Regions from separate parts of the Oryctolagus cuniculus genome. Here region 2 is linked to region 1. The links are chromatin contacts, called in public Hi-C maps. All regions are on one chromosome and are shown on one strand. The core of a region is the stretch at or near the end of the contact, and the rest is flanking DNA. Distances in the headings are between cores, read along the strand shown. Region 1 holds the start of CD44 (CD44 molecule (IN blood group)). Region 2 has its middle 50 kb from the start of CD44.

The links. Hi-C and Micro-C count contacts between places; a contact is called where the count stands out from the background.
Region 2: a Hi-C map of an unstated tissue shows a contact between it and region 1, with 2.0 times the contacts expected there. The contact joins the enhancer-like site here to the promoter of CD44 in region 1. A contact is called at or near these places in 2 of 6 Hi-C or Micro-C datasets (embryonic fibroblasts and an unstated tissue).

What each region holds. Positions count from the first base shown.
Region 1 is chr1:30,850,407-30,858,221 of mOryCun1.1, reverse strand. It overlaps CD44 (CD44 molecule (IN blood group)), which reads left to right and starts at 2,824. Exons shown (of 9, transcript XM_002709051.5): 1 at 2,824-3,075. The coding sequence starts at 3,009.
Region 2 is chr1:30,901,580-30,909,394 of mOryCun1.1, reverse strand. No RefSeq gene overlaps it. Among named protein-coding and RNA genes, the nearest start is that of CD44, 50 kb to the right of the region's middle. Within about 2 kb of position 5,229, at least 6 of the 8 cell types and tissues checked have an H3K27ac peak or open chromatin away from gene starts, as enhancers often do.

The sequences.
Region 1 (7,815 bases), core at 1,575-4,074:
TATTTGACAGGTAGAGTTATAGACAGTGAGAGAAAGGTCTTCCTTCCATTGGTTCACCCCCAAAATGGCCACACAGATCTGAAGCCAGGAGCCAGGTGCTTCTCCTGGTCTCCTGTGCGGGTGCAGGGGCCCAAGCACTTGGGCCATCCTCCACTGCCCTCCCATGCCACAGCAGAGAGCTGGACTGGAAGAGGAGCAACCGGGACAGAATCCGGTGCCCCAACCGAGACTGGAACCTGGGGTGTTGGTGCCATAGAAGGAAGATCAGCTCCCCAAGAACGAGTGTGACTCCCTACTCTAGGACTGACAGCACCCTGAAAACACATAAAGTTGTGGTTCTAGGAGCTCTCTTGGCCACCAAAATCTCAGATGCTCAAATCCTGTATATAGAATGTAATTATGAAATATATGAAGTTTGTGTCCCTTAAATAAAAGGTTTCTGGGGGAAAAGAAAAGAATGGTGTAGTATTTACATATAACCTATGCGGAATGTGTCACGTATTTTAAATCATCTAAAAGTGACTTATTACATCTCATACAACATGAAGGCCATGTAAATCACTGTTTTACTGTATCACTTAGGGGATAAAGGAAAAACGCTGTATATATAACAATGTTTTCTTCCCCAAATGTTTTTGATCCACTGATACAAGGGCTGGCTATTTTATACTGTGGGTAACAGTCTTTTCGGTTTTTAAAAATATTGTTATTTATTCATTTATGTTTTATTTGAGATATAAACAGAAAGAGAGGCAGACAAAGAGTGGTCCCATCTGCTGGGTTACTCCTCAAATGCCTGCAGCAGCAAGGCTGGATCAAGCCAAAGCCAGGAGCTCCAGGAACTCAGTCCAGGTCTCTCAGATGGGTGGCAGAGATCCAAGTATTTGAGCCATCAGCAGCAGCCTCATGAGATGTGCATTAGCAGGAAGCTGGAATCAGAAGCAGAGCCAGCACTCAAACCCAGGCACGAGATGTGGGATACAGGGGTCCCAAGCAGTGCCTTCACTGCCAAGTCAAACACCCACCCGGAAAGTTCGCTTTCCTATCAGCATGGACAGTCCCTAAAGACAGGGTCAGGCCTCATCTATCTTGAGACTTTTTTGTGCCCATTACTCATTTGATGAGTAAATGGGTAAGCAGGTGGCTGGGTGCCTCACTGCCCAGTTTTCCCATTTCTTTCAATAAATTACAGAATCTTGCCTTTCCTTGGAAATTCAAGCATGATTCCTTCAGGACCTTGCCACAGCTACAGATGGTCACTTTCACTTTCTGTGCATTGCCCAAGGCAAGAAGTTCATTGAGATCTACTCTCAGTAGTCCACATTAAAACTGCTTTTGCTTTCCAAACACTGCACCATAGTATCTTCTAGGTGAAGATGGAATTAGGATCCAAAATGTAGTTTTTTATATCTTCAAACTTGAAATGCCTTCCTGAAAGAACATGACAGTCGAGGCCAGCGCTGTGGTATAGCGGGTAAAGCTGCTGCCTGCAGTGCCGGCATCCCTTATAGGCACTGGTTCGAGTCCCAGCTGCTCCACTTCCTATCCAGCTCTCTGCTATAGCCTTGGAAAGCAGTAGAAGATAGCTCAAGTCCTTGGGCCCCTGCACCCTCATGGGAGACCAGGAAGAAGCTCCTGGCTCCTGGCTTTGCATTAGCACAGCTCTGGAGAGTGAACCAGTGGATGGAAGACCTCTCTCTCTCTCTCTTGCTGCCTCTCCTTCTCTCTCTGTGTAACTCTGCCTTTCAAATAAATAAATAAATCTTTAAAGAAGAAAACAAACATGACAGTCCCTTCTCCTGTTTAGATTTACTAGGTAGGCTACACTGGGGAGAGTAGATGAATGTTTGTGTAGAATGTGGTATAAAAGGGAGCAGGAAAGGAGGGTTGAATGTGGGGGTGGATGACAGCACAGATAAATGATGGGTAGAAATGTTGATGATGGATGGATGTGAGATGAATGGATACATCAACTAACAGAGAGGTGTTTGGAAAGGAGATGTTTCTGGGTCGGGAGCACAAAGAGATGTGAAAGCGGAGGTACAGAATGGTGGAGGAGCAGCTGTGTGGGAGGATGTGCGGAAGAAAAGGCGGTTGGATGGATGGATGGCTGGTTGAATGGATGGAGCCAGTGGATCAGTAGATGAATGGGAAGATGAATGGATTTGAACAGATAATAGATGGACAGTGGGCCGGATGGATATTAGCGCTCCGGAAGTACGTAAGGAAAGATGGGTGGATAGATGGACGGTGAATGGAAGGTTATTCAGGAGGAAGACTGAGTGTGTGGGCACAGAATGAACGCGGCGGTTGCGGGATCCAAATCGCAGCCCCAGGGCGGGCCTTGGGTCGCTTTCCCTGAGCAGTCCTAAGGAGAAGCAAAACGTCACTGCCACCGACGATGCGGACCTCACTATTCTTCGAAGGGAAGAAGAATGCACTCTGCCCTCCTCCCCTGGGAGGAAACCTAAGCCCCTGCCTCCCCCACCTCCAATCCTCGCCCAGGACGCCCACCTGCCTGGGAGACCCAGAAATGCTCCCCAAACCAAATGCAAAAAGAAAGCTAGCGGGAAAGGAGAGGCAGAGGCTAAACACAAGGGAGGGAGGTTTTAGGGGCTCAGTCATCCTAGCAAGCGGCGGAGCCAGCTGACGGGCGTCCCGGGGCGCACGGACTGGGGGCGCAGGGAGTCCGCAGGCAGCCAGGGCGGGCAGGGGCGGAGGCCCGCGCCAAGGACTGCTGGTACGTCTTTAAACCTCCGCCGGCGCCTTAGACACAGCCCCTCGCTTGGGTGTGTCCTGCGCTCGCTCCCTCCCTCTTAGGTCACTTTCAAGCCTCGAATAAAAACTGCAGCCAACTTCCGAGGCGGCCTCATTGCCCAGCGGCCCCCAACCTCTGACAGCTTCGGTCCGCCCCGTGCGCCCCGTCCTCCACCGGCCCCCGCCCCGCGCCCCGGGACCTCCCCTCCTCCAGCACCACCGCTTGCTCACTCGATTCGCTGGGACACACCATGGACAAGTTTTGGTGGCGCGCAGCCTGGGGACTCTGCCTAGTGCAGCTGAGCCTGGCGCAGATCGGTGAGTGCCCGCCGCAGCCCAGGGCGGCGGCAGGGGTGTCCGCAGTGTCCAGGGAGCAGCCGGGCAGGAGCCCGGTAGATTGAGTCCGCCCTGGGAGGCTGGAGTCAAGTGGGGCGGTGAGTGACCTGAACTGAGTTCAGGAGAGCAGCGCTGGGATTTGCGCTAAGCGGTTGGCGAGTCTGTCGGTGGGAAGCACCGTTTGGTGGAGTGGAAAAGGAGGCAGAGAGTTGGCCGGGCAGGCTGCCCTCTCAAGTTCGGCGTGAGGGCGCCGGAGCTGGAGCACATGGCAGAATAACTGTACTTCTGGGTGCGCGCAGAGGCAGGGAGGGGAGCCAGAGCTAGGGTAGGGGCTGCTGGCAGGGTGGCCAGAGGTGATCAGAGTTACAGGGGTGGGAGCCGGAGGCAGTGAGCTTTCCAGAAAGAGCTCCTGTGTTCATGTGGCTGCCCAGTGAGCCTGATTTCCAACCTCTGGCTGTCTGGTCCTGCCCCTGACCACCCTAGCCTTGAACTTGAACCCTAGAACTTGAACCAACCCTGGAGATGAGGTTCTAGCCTGGGGCAAGGAGTGCGAATAAGAGGGACAATGACTGGGCGCCTGCTCAACTCTGCCAGCCTTCTGTTCTGCCAATCAGTTTGGGGAAATCCAAACAAGAATGTGGCTCCTGTTCCCTGCCCCTGCCTGGCAGTCTCACCCCAGGGAGGAGAGTCTGGACACCAGCGTGAAGTCAGGGACCTCGGAGCCAGGGCTCCAGTATCACATGCGAACAGACTGGTGCCTTTCTGTGGCCGCTGAGGGGCGTGCAGTGTGTGAGGTATTCTGGTGTGGCTCAACTCCAAGTGTTCCCTTTCTTTGTCTATATATGTACAGATAATTACACGGTTGATTTGCTTATCGCTTGGAAAATTAATTTTTCTTTCAACAAGTGCCAGCTGGGTCATTAAGACCGCTCAGCCTATGGTTCATAATACTCAGTGAGTGTTTATTAAACTCAGTTTGGGGGTATCCAGGAAAGCCAGAGACACAGTCCCACCTGGGTACTTTAGATGAGGCTAGGTTAAGGACCTAGAATTGCATTTCCTGAGGACAGAAGTAACAATAGTGGTAATAATAACAGCAAGAACAATGCTAGCTACCCCCTACTGCACCGTTCCCTGTGCAGGGCACTGTGTTAAATCCTTGGTCTGTGTTACCTCCTTGAACTCCCACAGTGGCCCATCATTGGGTCTGTTTTCTGGGAGGGAAACTGAGGCACAGAGAGGTTTCACACAGATAGGACTGTGCTGGGTTGGAACCCTGGCCCACTGAATGCCAAAGGCCAGGCTTAGGATGGGTTAGACTCAAAGGGAAGGGCCGACTCTTAAAGGAGCTCAGGGCAGGAGGGGCTCTGGGCAGGAACTGGAGCTCCAGCAGCCCCTTGAAACGCAGAAAGCTCAGGATGGGAGAGAAGAGACTCTTGGAAGCAGGGAGAGCGTTGGGGCCTGGTGTCAGAGGAGGGGGGCAGAGGAGGCTTCTCTGTGACCACCTGGGAGGTTTATTTGTACGCTGCCTACCTCCCTGCCGGGTCTTCTGCTTTGGTTCCAAGGTGTTCTGAATCCTGACTCCCTGCTTCTTCTAAAGGGTTCTACCTCCAAGTACTTGGCACCATCCTCAGCCTTGAGGCTCTCCCAGCGGGCTCGCTCCTGCCTGGGGTGCCTGTGGTCTCTCAGAACCTCCCTTCCTTTGGAGGAAGCACAGTGACTGTAGCTGCCTGGGCACGGGCTTTCACGTGCTCAGAAAGCTCTTTGGAAGGAAGGAACTGAGACTTGCAGAGGCGATGTGGCTTCATAGAGGGCTTGGGGCTGGGCAGGAAGACAGGGGAAGGAGAAGAAGGAGTTGCTTCTTGTTGGGGAGTGGTGGGCTCTGGAGGACAATGGGAAGCTGTGAAGTGGAGCAAGGCTTGTGGGTAGAAAGAAGCATCCAATCTTTGTATACAAAAGCGAAAGGTAGAGAAATGGCCCCATGTAGGTAAGGAATGTCAGTCCGAGAAGCTGAGTTGGAGAGTTGAATGAGGTGCTGTGGGTGGCTTAAAGAAAGTGGCCCTTGATAGAGGCCTGGGGGTGAGCCCCCCCCCACCCAAGCACATCATATCTCTGCTTCTCTGTGAGCTAGGTCATGGCTAGGGAACTGTGGCCTTGGCATTGAAAAACTGGATTGTGTCTGGGAATTGTGGGACTGGGAGTGGCAGACCCCTCCCTGTCCCCACTGAACTTTGTCCGGAGTTAGAGCTACAGCTGTGTTCCCATGTGCCCAAGTGAGGAAGCAACACTCCATCCCTACCAGGATTAGCACTGATTAATTCAAGGATTCCCCCTATTACACATTGGCCATGTACTTCCAGCAAAGGTGTGGTGACAAGATGAGTAGGAAAAAGTTCCATTTTCTTCCAAATTACCCCATGCAGGAGTGGATGCTAGGCATCCTGAAATTCCTAGTATATGACAGACTCCCTTTCATTCATTCAACAAATCTTTTCTGATTCATTTTCATAGACACAGAGACAGAGACAGACATTAAGGATTGTTTAGAAAAATCCCTTCTTTTTTCCAAGGAGGAAAAAAAAGACCCTGAAGGAAGTGGAAGAGTGACTTTCCCTCTCTGAGACTTGTTAGGATGTGAGGGCGGGGTGCTTGTGCCCGTTTGGTTAGGGAAATACCCCTGACTCGAGGAGGGAGGAGTCTGGCCCCCGGTCCTGTAGTGGGCGGGGAGGCTGTTGTCTGTTGGGGCAACAATATGTGTTCTATGCTCAAGTGCTATCTTGTGCATGCCTAGCAGTTCTGTCATTTACTCTGCCTTGTGCCAGCTTGGGTTTAATGTAAGAGCACTCTTGTGTGTTTAGTATAAGAACAACCATGTGTATTTAGTATCAGAGCAAGCTTGTGTGTTTAGTACAAGAGCAATCTTGTGTGTTTTGACAGAAGCAATCTTGTGTATTTCTTAGCTAACACTCAGGGAAGATGCTGTGGGGCTTCTAGCACCTGCAGGAACATAACCAGAGGGGTAGGAGAGCACTCCGATTTTCAAAGCTTGGTGCCTTGCTATTGTACTGTATGGTACAAAACGTGTTCCTAAAACCATAGGAAGTACCACTTAGCAAACAGCACCTGTACTGGGCATTAAGTCAGGGCTTGGCATAGATTCTCTGATAGGAGCCTCAGAGCAGCCGTGTGAATTACTACTGTTAACTCCGTGTGCCAGATAGAGAGATGGAGCCTCCGAGACACGATGTGACTCACCCACCGACCAAGTGCTGGAGCTGGGATTCCCCCTGTGTGAAATTCCCCCTGTTAGAATCCAGTGGCCACAGGCCTTCCATTCATTACTGTACCTGTGGAGGACTTTGGAAATTGTGTGTTGTTTTCCCACCCTGCCTGTCCCCTGGGCCTGGCACAGGTGAAGCCTGGTATGAGTGGCTTCTCTCTCCGCCCTCTTGCAGGCTGTAGACTCTTAGCTGCCTTGCCCTGTCTGGGGCTAGCCTGTCTCCACCCCACCCCACCCCCACCCCCCAGGCATGGCCACAGCTGTCGGAGATGCCAACCTAGTTATTTGCTTCTAAAATAAGTCAGTTCCCTTATCAGAGTCCAGCTGCCTTCTAGACATGCTCTCATTTGCAGGGTTTGGAAAAGAAAGAGAGAGAGAGAGAGGGAGGCTGTTTCTTTGTTGAAGAGACAAGTCAGGGCAATGTCCTTGTAAGGGCTGTCACCCTGACCCTGTAAGCACTCCAGTGGCATTGACCCTGAGAATCTGTCTTCAGAGGATCATCAGCAGGCTATGTGTGCCCTGGGAAGAAGTCTTGAGGTATCTAGGCAGTGGGCTGACATGGTTCTCTCTACTAAACTCAAGGATCTTGAACCGAAACCCGGTGAGGAGCACTAGGTGACACGTGGCCAACCAAGGGAGGTTTCAGATCTGCCTGCAGAGTCAGGCCTCCAGGCTGGGGTCCCCGAGGCAGAGGAGGTGGTGGGAATGCGAGCGGGGCCTCCCCAGCAGTCCGTCCTGGTTGGGAGTAGATCTGGGGCTGGGACAAGATAGCAGCAGCAGTTGTATTGCCAGCACCTCCATTGCAACTGACTCCACCCAGGGCCCGAGAAGGAAGTGGTTCTAGTGAAAGAAGCTGCGGCAGGTGGCAGATGCTGCCACGCACAGTGCAGTGTTCAAAGGGGATCTTTCATGTCTCAAAGAGAAATTCTGGGGTTTGCACAGCCAGAAGCTGATGACTCAATTTCCTTTGTGTCTGCTTGAATGGGAAGGACACAAATATTCTTTAGAATTACTGGGATAGGATGATGCTTTCTGCCTTAAATAAGAATTGCATTTTTTTTTTACTCACGTAGCCAGGTACAATTTTTTCTTAATAGTGTACTCCCCCAAAACTGGACAGCAGGAGTTTGGGAAGCCAGCCCAATTGGCCAGGAGCTTGGAAAGGCCCCTTCTAGGGCGTGTCGCTCTGGAGTCCTGTTGGCATGGATGCAGTGAGTGTGCAGTCCAGATATTCTTGAAGAGTCAGGATCTTGAATGTGCAAGAACTCTACCAATTGACATATGCTGTATATTTTGACTAAATGTCTCTGTATCTTTCTACAGATAAATACATGAGTTCATGTGATTATAAGTCAAACACTTTATAAGGCTTTTCACATAAAGAATTTCACATCTTTGCAACTTCTTAGTCTAGTGTCCGCAGAAATTGATATTTGGTTCAG
Region 2 (7,815 bases), core at 3,980-6,479, 49 kb before region 1:
CCAAATACAGTGGATAATCTGTTTTTATAAATAACGCTTTATTGGGACATGTGTCTGGTCATATTGAGTAGCTGTGACAGATACTACAGAGCTTGTAAAGCTGACAATATGTTCAAACAGAAAATGTTTGGTGACCTCTAAGCTAGATGATGAGGCTTGGAGTTGATTATTATATTAAAAATGACTCAAAAAATGACTCACTATTTGAAATTTGAATTCTACTAGCAGTCCTGAATTTTGTCTGGTCACATTATTCACAGGCTACCTTTGTGATAAACTATAACTAAATTAAACAATGTTTAAACTCCCAGGGCAACAAAGAATTTCTAGATCTCTTGTGCCTTTTGCCTCTCCCTCCACACACCTTTTATGAGGACATCCTTCTCACCAGTTTCTTTCCAAGGGCTGTTCAGGAAAAAGAACCAATCACATCCATCAAGAGGGACAATGTGACGTTAACTGTCATTGATTAAACCAGAGAAGGGCTGGAAACTGAGAAAGAAGAAGTCAAACTTTTTGAAGTGACTCACAGGAAGGAAACCTGGTAACAGACAGTTGGGTGATTGGCTTCTGACTCACTGGAGTTTTCTTTGCTTCAGATTTGCAGCTGTCTATCCACGCTAGTGATGCTAATGGTAGTCTTCTTATCAACAAACCACTTTAATTTCCATGACAGCAGAATGAAAACTTAGGTGTAGTTCAACTACAGGGTGTTTTCTGAATCCTCACATTGAATAAAAGTGGGCATTTTGGGGTTTTACAGAAAGTTTGTGAGATAAAATCCTGATGACTCCGTGAGGGTCATGCTCATGGTTTTGTGTTAAGCCAGCATTACATTCTCTGTAGGTTTCCGGGGAAAAGGTTCAAAAGAAGTCGAATCTGCGTAACCTTCTCTATGCTGTGGTGACCAGGGGGTAAATCTCACCTGCGGTGGGAAGCATCATGTTCAGTGAGGACTTTAAGAGACTGGGTAATATGGTTATATCAAAAACCTAGAAAGTATTAAACTAATATATAATTGTCGTTGTTTTCCTCTATCAGTCATTCTGTAGCAGCATTGCCACCATTGTGGCCATATTGGAAGAGCCCATGCAGATCCACTGCCGAGAACAAGCCTACTGTTCAGCTGTAAGGGTGCAACTAACTAGCTTATGGTCTACGACTCCCAGCAACTTTGCCTACCTCCCCTCTTTGGTTGAGACTGTCCTCTTCCTGGGAAGCCCCGAACAGTGGTTGAGCCTAGTGTGTGTGTGTGTGTGTGTGTGTGTGTGTGTTGCGGGTGGGGGAAGCTAGGATTTGGTTCTCAAGATGAATCTCTTCAAATGAACAGTCTTTGTTATGGAATTTCCCTTTGGATGGGCCAATACGTTGCTGGGTCTGCATGAGAGACTAAGGCTCTCCCTGGCCCACTCTGCTTCCTCCCTCCTTAAGATTCATATGTATCCTTCCTCAGTGCAATGAGCACTTGTGTTCTCCCAAAATTCAGATGTGAAGATCGCAACCCCCAAGTGATGGCCTTTAGGAAGGAAGTAGATCATAGGGGAGGATCCCTCGTGACTGGGATTGATGTTCTTACGAAAGGGGTGCAGAAAGTGCTCTTGCTCTTCCTACCACGTGAGAACACACTTGAGAAGACGAAGTATGCAGCAAGAAGAGGGTCCTCAGACTCCAACCACGCTGGCACCTGAGTTCAAACACCCAGTGTCCAGAACTGTGGGAAATGAGTTTCTGTCATTTAAACCACCCAGTCTGTGCTTTTTCCCCCCTGAGGCTAATAGAGACACCCAAGGAGCCTCTTGCATTCCTAATTCTGCTGCAGAGTTTATTTCCCAAGGGCATATTCGATGCAATCACCATAGCTCTGGGGAACAGGGCAGGGCAGAAAGGATGCTGTCAGGGGAAAGTTCTCACCAGAAAGGAAGAGGAAAGGGGGAAAGTTCACCCCTTTATTCCCAAGGAAGGATGACAATGAGGAGAAAGAGGGAAGGAGGGTAAGACTTTCTAACCTCGGGGTCCTGCCTCCCTCTTCCTCAGGAACAAGCTTTTTGGGGGCAGGAACTATAGAACTATTTCGAAAGGTATTGAGAAGTTAAAAACACAGCATAGGAGGCTGAAAGCACCCTGAGTAGTCCCACATTTGACTTGGTGCCCTGTCTCACGTGACTCGAGAGAGGTAGTGTCATAGTCATAGAGGGATCTTCCCCATGGACAGAAAAATGATGTATCTCCATGTTCCTCTGGGCTCTGGTGAAGCTCAAGGGGAGCCAGCGAGGGCTCACTGGAAATGCATAGGCCTGGGATGGAAAGTGGAGGCCAATAAGATTGTGCACTTTGATTTTTTGTTTTTTTGACAGGCAGAGTGGACAGTGAGAGAGAGAGAGACAGAGGGAAAAGTCTTCCTTTACCATTGGTTCACCCTCCAATGGCCGCTGCGGCTGGCGCACCATGCTGATCCAAAGCCAGGAGCCAGGTGCTTCTTCTGGTCTCCCATGCAGGCGCAGGGCCCAAGCACTTGGGCCATCCTCCACTGCCCTCCCTGGCCACAGCAGAGAGCTGGCCTGGAAGAGGAGCAACCGGGACAGAACCTGGTGCCCCGACCGGGACTAGAACCCAGGGTGCCAGAGCCGCAGGCAGAGGATTAGCCTAGTGACCCGCAGCACCAGCCCACTTTGATTTTTAGATGTAATACAAAATGGGGCCATCGCTGTGGAGTAGTAGGCTAAGCCTCTGCCTGAAGCGCTGGCATCCCATTTGAACACAAGTCCAAGTTCCGGATGCACCACTTCCAGTCCAGCTCCCTGCTAATGTGCTTGAGAAAGCAGTGGATGATGACCCAAGTCTTTGTGCCCCTTTACCCACATGGGAGACCTGAAAGAAGCTCCTGGCTCCTGGCTTTGGATCCACCCAGCTCCAGCCATTTCGGTCATTTGGGGAGTGAACCAGAGGGCGGAAGACCCCTCTCTCTGAATCTCCCTCTCCCTGTCTGTAGCTCTGTTTCTCAAATAAATAAATAAATAAATCTTTTAAAAAAATAGAAACATAGATAAAAACAGATCCATTTTTTTAAAAAGAAGTAATGACGGAGTCAGTGTTTCATGGCTCTGAATGCCATTGCATGCTAATGGACAAGTCAGACCAGAAACACCTCAGGGGACTCTGGCACAGTACTTAAATGGACAGAGACATCCATCGGGGAGTCTACCAAGACCACAGGCCATCATGCAGATTCCCAGAGCCACATGGGAAGGCCACTTTCACCAAGCCTGGATTCAGGTGCCAATATCAGGGGGCCAGAGTGTGCTGGAAGAAAATAAGATATGCGAGCTCTGCCGAGTGACCGTGCGAGTTCAGTCTTTTCCTCCATACTCCACAGGCTTAGGAGTGCACAGGCAAGTTTGTTCAATTACAGAAAACAAAGAAGCTGCATATTTTTGCATATCTGAGAACGTGTGAATCAACTGATGAGCCCATTGCACTTGAATAAAGCATTTTCATTTTGAATTTTAGTCCATGCTGTGAGTTAAGACCAGGTAGGCTTAGGGTTTTTAAGTCCTGTCTGGGCAGCAGCTGCCTGCAAGGAACCTCATGGAGTGAGTAAATTACAGCCTCTCTGTGTGGTGAGCACTTGGCTTCTCTTAAAGACCACATTTTCCAAGGGGGTGGGAGGTGAACCACTGGTGGGAGCCAAGATGATTTTAGGTGGTGTGTGGACACCGTTAATTAGCACTGAATCACACGCAAAGTATTCCATTTCCAGTTCCTCGCAGTCCTTCTGAGTATGTGAGAAACTTTCGGTGTTCTCTCCTTGTTAACCTCGCTAGCACCTTCCACTTCCCCTGTTAAACAGCCACAGCAGGCTTCAGACTCAGAGTACAAGCAGCAGCCCACTCCGACGTACCCTTCCTGCAACCAAGATGATCCTCAATGAGAAGTCCAGTCACTTCTGCACTTATGGCCCCCCTCCAATGCCTCCTCGAGCAATTCAGAGGAAAAGCCTGCGTCCCTCCAGGGCCCTCACGGCTCCCCTATTCTGAGACTTCACACTCCAGCCTCACCCTCTTCGTGCCCCGCTCACTCACTGCTTAACCCACAGTGCTGTCCACCTGGGTCTCAGAATCACCCTTCCCAGACACCAGCAAGAGCTCCTGCTCTTCCCCCCCAGGACCTCAGCCACCTGCCACCTTCCCCGTGAGGGCTGCTTGGTTATCCTTTCTTGGATGGCAACCCCCCACCCCTTGTACACGCCCTACCTCCTGCTCTGCCTTGGGCAGGTGTGTAGGTTTACTTCAGTACAGTGTGGTTGTTTTCACTAATGTGTCATTTTGGTTGCCCACTTCCTTTTCATCGTGCTAAACTCCACGAGGCCAGAAACTTCTGCTGAATTTGCAACACCCCAGGACTCACGCCACAGTCACAAGTTGAAGAAGAGACTATTCCAGGCTCCCACGAGCCCCTTCTGCTTGTTACTATCTGTATCATGTCTTGCGTCCTTCTCAACTCCCTTCTAATCCTCCTTTTCCTGGCAAAGCAAACACAGGCAAAACGCACAAGGCGCTCTGGTCCCTGTTCTCAGCTCCGTGGGAATTCTGATAGATATGCGCACATGTGTTCATTTTTTTTCCTTTCCTGATTGGTCATGTGGGGTGTGGAGCGTCAAGGGAAGGGAATTTGGGGAATTCTTGACCTGGTTGTGCTCTTGCTTTGTCCCTGACAGTCCTCGGCTCCCTCCCACCTCTTGCAGCTCACATGGGCTCTACATTCCTGTCTGGTGAGCTCTGCTCCTGCGCAGACTGGGACGTTTGGGCTGGGATGGGGAGAGCACGGAGGCGCAACACTTCCAGCCTCCTCTCATCATCGATTGCACATGTGTACTGGGCTGCTGCTTCCCAGGGCCGGGCTGTGGAGTCTCTCTGATCCTTGAACTGAATGATAAATCACACACAGAGATCTAGGGCTCTGGAAGGGAGAGTGGATATGGAGGAAGCAGCCAGGGAGGCCCCGCCCCGCCTGGTAGACTGAATCCTTTGGCCCTGGCTACCCCTGTCACCGCAGCCCCCCGCGGGTTTGCCAGGGAGATGGAGAGGAACATTCGGGTGAGACCTCCTCAGAGCGTGGGAGGCCCCACCCCACCTCGCACACCCCAGAGGCAGCCACACCACCCGCTGGAATGAGAGGGACTACCACACCTCTGCTCTGGTCCTCTGTTGGATCCGCTGGTGTCTCCGACTTGAGCGTGTGTTACAAGACAACACCTGGGTTTTTTCAAGGGCCAGGAGATACTGGGTGGGCTGAGCTAGGCTGCCCTTAGCTGGGGAGTGAGCTGGGGAGCTGGCTGGGAGCTGGCTGGGAGCTGGGGCCCCTGACCACCTCTAGGCTCTGGTAAATTGGAGGGAGGCGCCAAGGGCTCCGGTTCGCCTGCTTTCCGTAGCAGTGCGCAGCTGCAAGTGACCATAGCAGGCTTGGAGCACTCCCATCTGAGCTGCGGTGGCCATTGCGCACCCCAGTGCCAGGACGAGACCCGGGTTTGAGGAAACTTTGGGAGGAGCCGGTAATGACATACTGAAACTCCGGAACATGCCTCGCACTTTCATCTTGCCAAAGCTGTCACAGCCGTTCCCGTTCGTCCGTTCTCATTTCTTCCCCTACATGTAGCCGGCTTTCCCGCTGTCCACATGCCCCCATCGCCCATTTTACAGCTGAGAAGATGGAGGCTGTGGGGAGGTGGATTCACTGGGCGCTACCAGCAAAACGGCAAATATTTCAAGTGCACATCTCAGGACCCGCAATGTAGGGTGTCTCCTAGTCCCTTTGTGGGACACGAGTTCCTCAAAAAGGAGCCTCGTAGGTCTGAGGCCCGAAACCGCAGGGCCCACTGATGTGGCTGCAAACTGCAGCTCCGAGCCGGCGAGGGCAAAGCCATTGAGAAGAGGAACCACAGCGCGCCGTGTTTACATGTGTTCCCGCTCGGTCTCCATGGCAGCCGGCACAGAGACAAAAAATGCTTCCTCAATATTTGGAAGGGGGTGTGAAGCCAGCCCTGGGAGATCCTCTTTCTCCCGGCAGCCCCTGGGCGTGGCGGTTTCAAACAGCAGGGAGCTGCTGAATCCTCCCCATAGGTATTTGAACCACGCAGAATGCAGAGGCCTCCTCGCCTGCTCCCGCGTCTCCATCAGGCAATTACTCATGGTGTCAGGAAGGGATGGTGTGACTACGGAGGGGCCCAGAGGTTGTGGTTTCCAGCTTTTAACCACAGCATTCAGGGTGTGCCTCCGTTTTCGTACAATTTCCAAGTGTCCATCATTATCTAATTCTCCCTGAAGAATCTAAATTGCTTTATGATGTATATGCATCAGTGATGTGAGCGGAGGTTTTGAGCCAACAAACACCATTGAGCTGAGAAGCCTCCTTCTTGAATGTATTTCCCACGCTGCCCAGGGGGAGGTTACCCCTTCTCAGCATGGGTCGCAGGGCCCTCTGGGTCAGAAATGAAGTCCACTTGGCCAGGATTGCAACTGTGGCTCAGCTCAGCTCCACCTGTGGTCAGCAGAATCCTTTTCTCTCTTGGCATCTCAGTTTGTGACTAACGTGTGATTTATGGGGTGGTGTTCATATTTTGCGTGGTGGAAGCTGTACTCTGAGTACTTGGAGGAAAAACAAGAATAAAAGCATTCCTCACCCCCAGCCCCTAAAGAGCTTACAGTCTACTTAGCTAAGTTCTCAGCCAGCATCCAGCCAGACATCACATACTCAACGTGTGACCCACACATCTGCTGAAGTCCATGTGATAAACTGAGCCCCTGTGCAATATCCCAGCAGGACTGGATTCGTGGGCAGGCAACCTGCTGAGGGACCCACACTCTGAACGTCTTGCTTGGAGTTTAATGTACTGCCATGGCTGCCTTGCATTTCTGGATTTATCTTTCAACTTGAGTTTTCTAAGTGAAATTTCACAGGACAAGGGAGCTCTCTGGTGATCCCACCTTCTGCTGCAGCTGCCTGTTGGGCTCCCAGTGTCCCAGGGACACCTTACTCCCTATCCACCCCTACTCCATGACTGTTGCAGCCCATCCCCCAGGTGGTGGACAGGGAGGCATCATTCTGCCCTCCCTTTCTGCTCCCTGCAGGGGGCACGCATGTCACAGAACCTGGGGGAGGAGGGCCACTTCTTCCCCGAGCTGCCAACTCCATGGTGGAGTACCTGGAAGGCATCCACATCACCAGTGTGCCTTGTGCAGAGATTGGAATCCTTTACACTACGGGTTGAAGGAATGGGCTGTGGGAAGGAGAGATTGACTTCTCTGGCTGCACGGGGTTGACTTTTCATTTTGTACTTGGAGCCCACAGATGGCCAGCTGGCTGTGTGCACTCCAGCGGCTCCCCTTCTCTCCATCTGAGCAGGTCGTGGACAACTGTCATGAACAGAGCTTATGTAAGCCAATCTTGATTTCCCAGTTCAGGTGTGTTTTTGTTTTTAAATTGTATTCTGTACCTCAGAACCCATGTGAACCATAAAAGTAGCCAAATTGACTCTGATCTGGATGTAGTGACATCACCTTAGAAATATACTTTATATATTTCTAATATGTATATACTTTATATATATATATATATTTGAAAGGCAGAGTTACAAAGAGAGAGAAAGAGAGATGGGGTCACTCCCCAAATGACCACAATGACCAGGGCTGGGACAGGCAGAAGCCTGGGGTCAGGAGCCTCCTCTGGGTCCCCAAGTGGATGACTGGGGCCCAAGCGCCTGGGCCATCTTCCGCTGCTTTCCCAAACACATGAGCGGGGAGCTGGATTACAAGTGGAGCA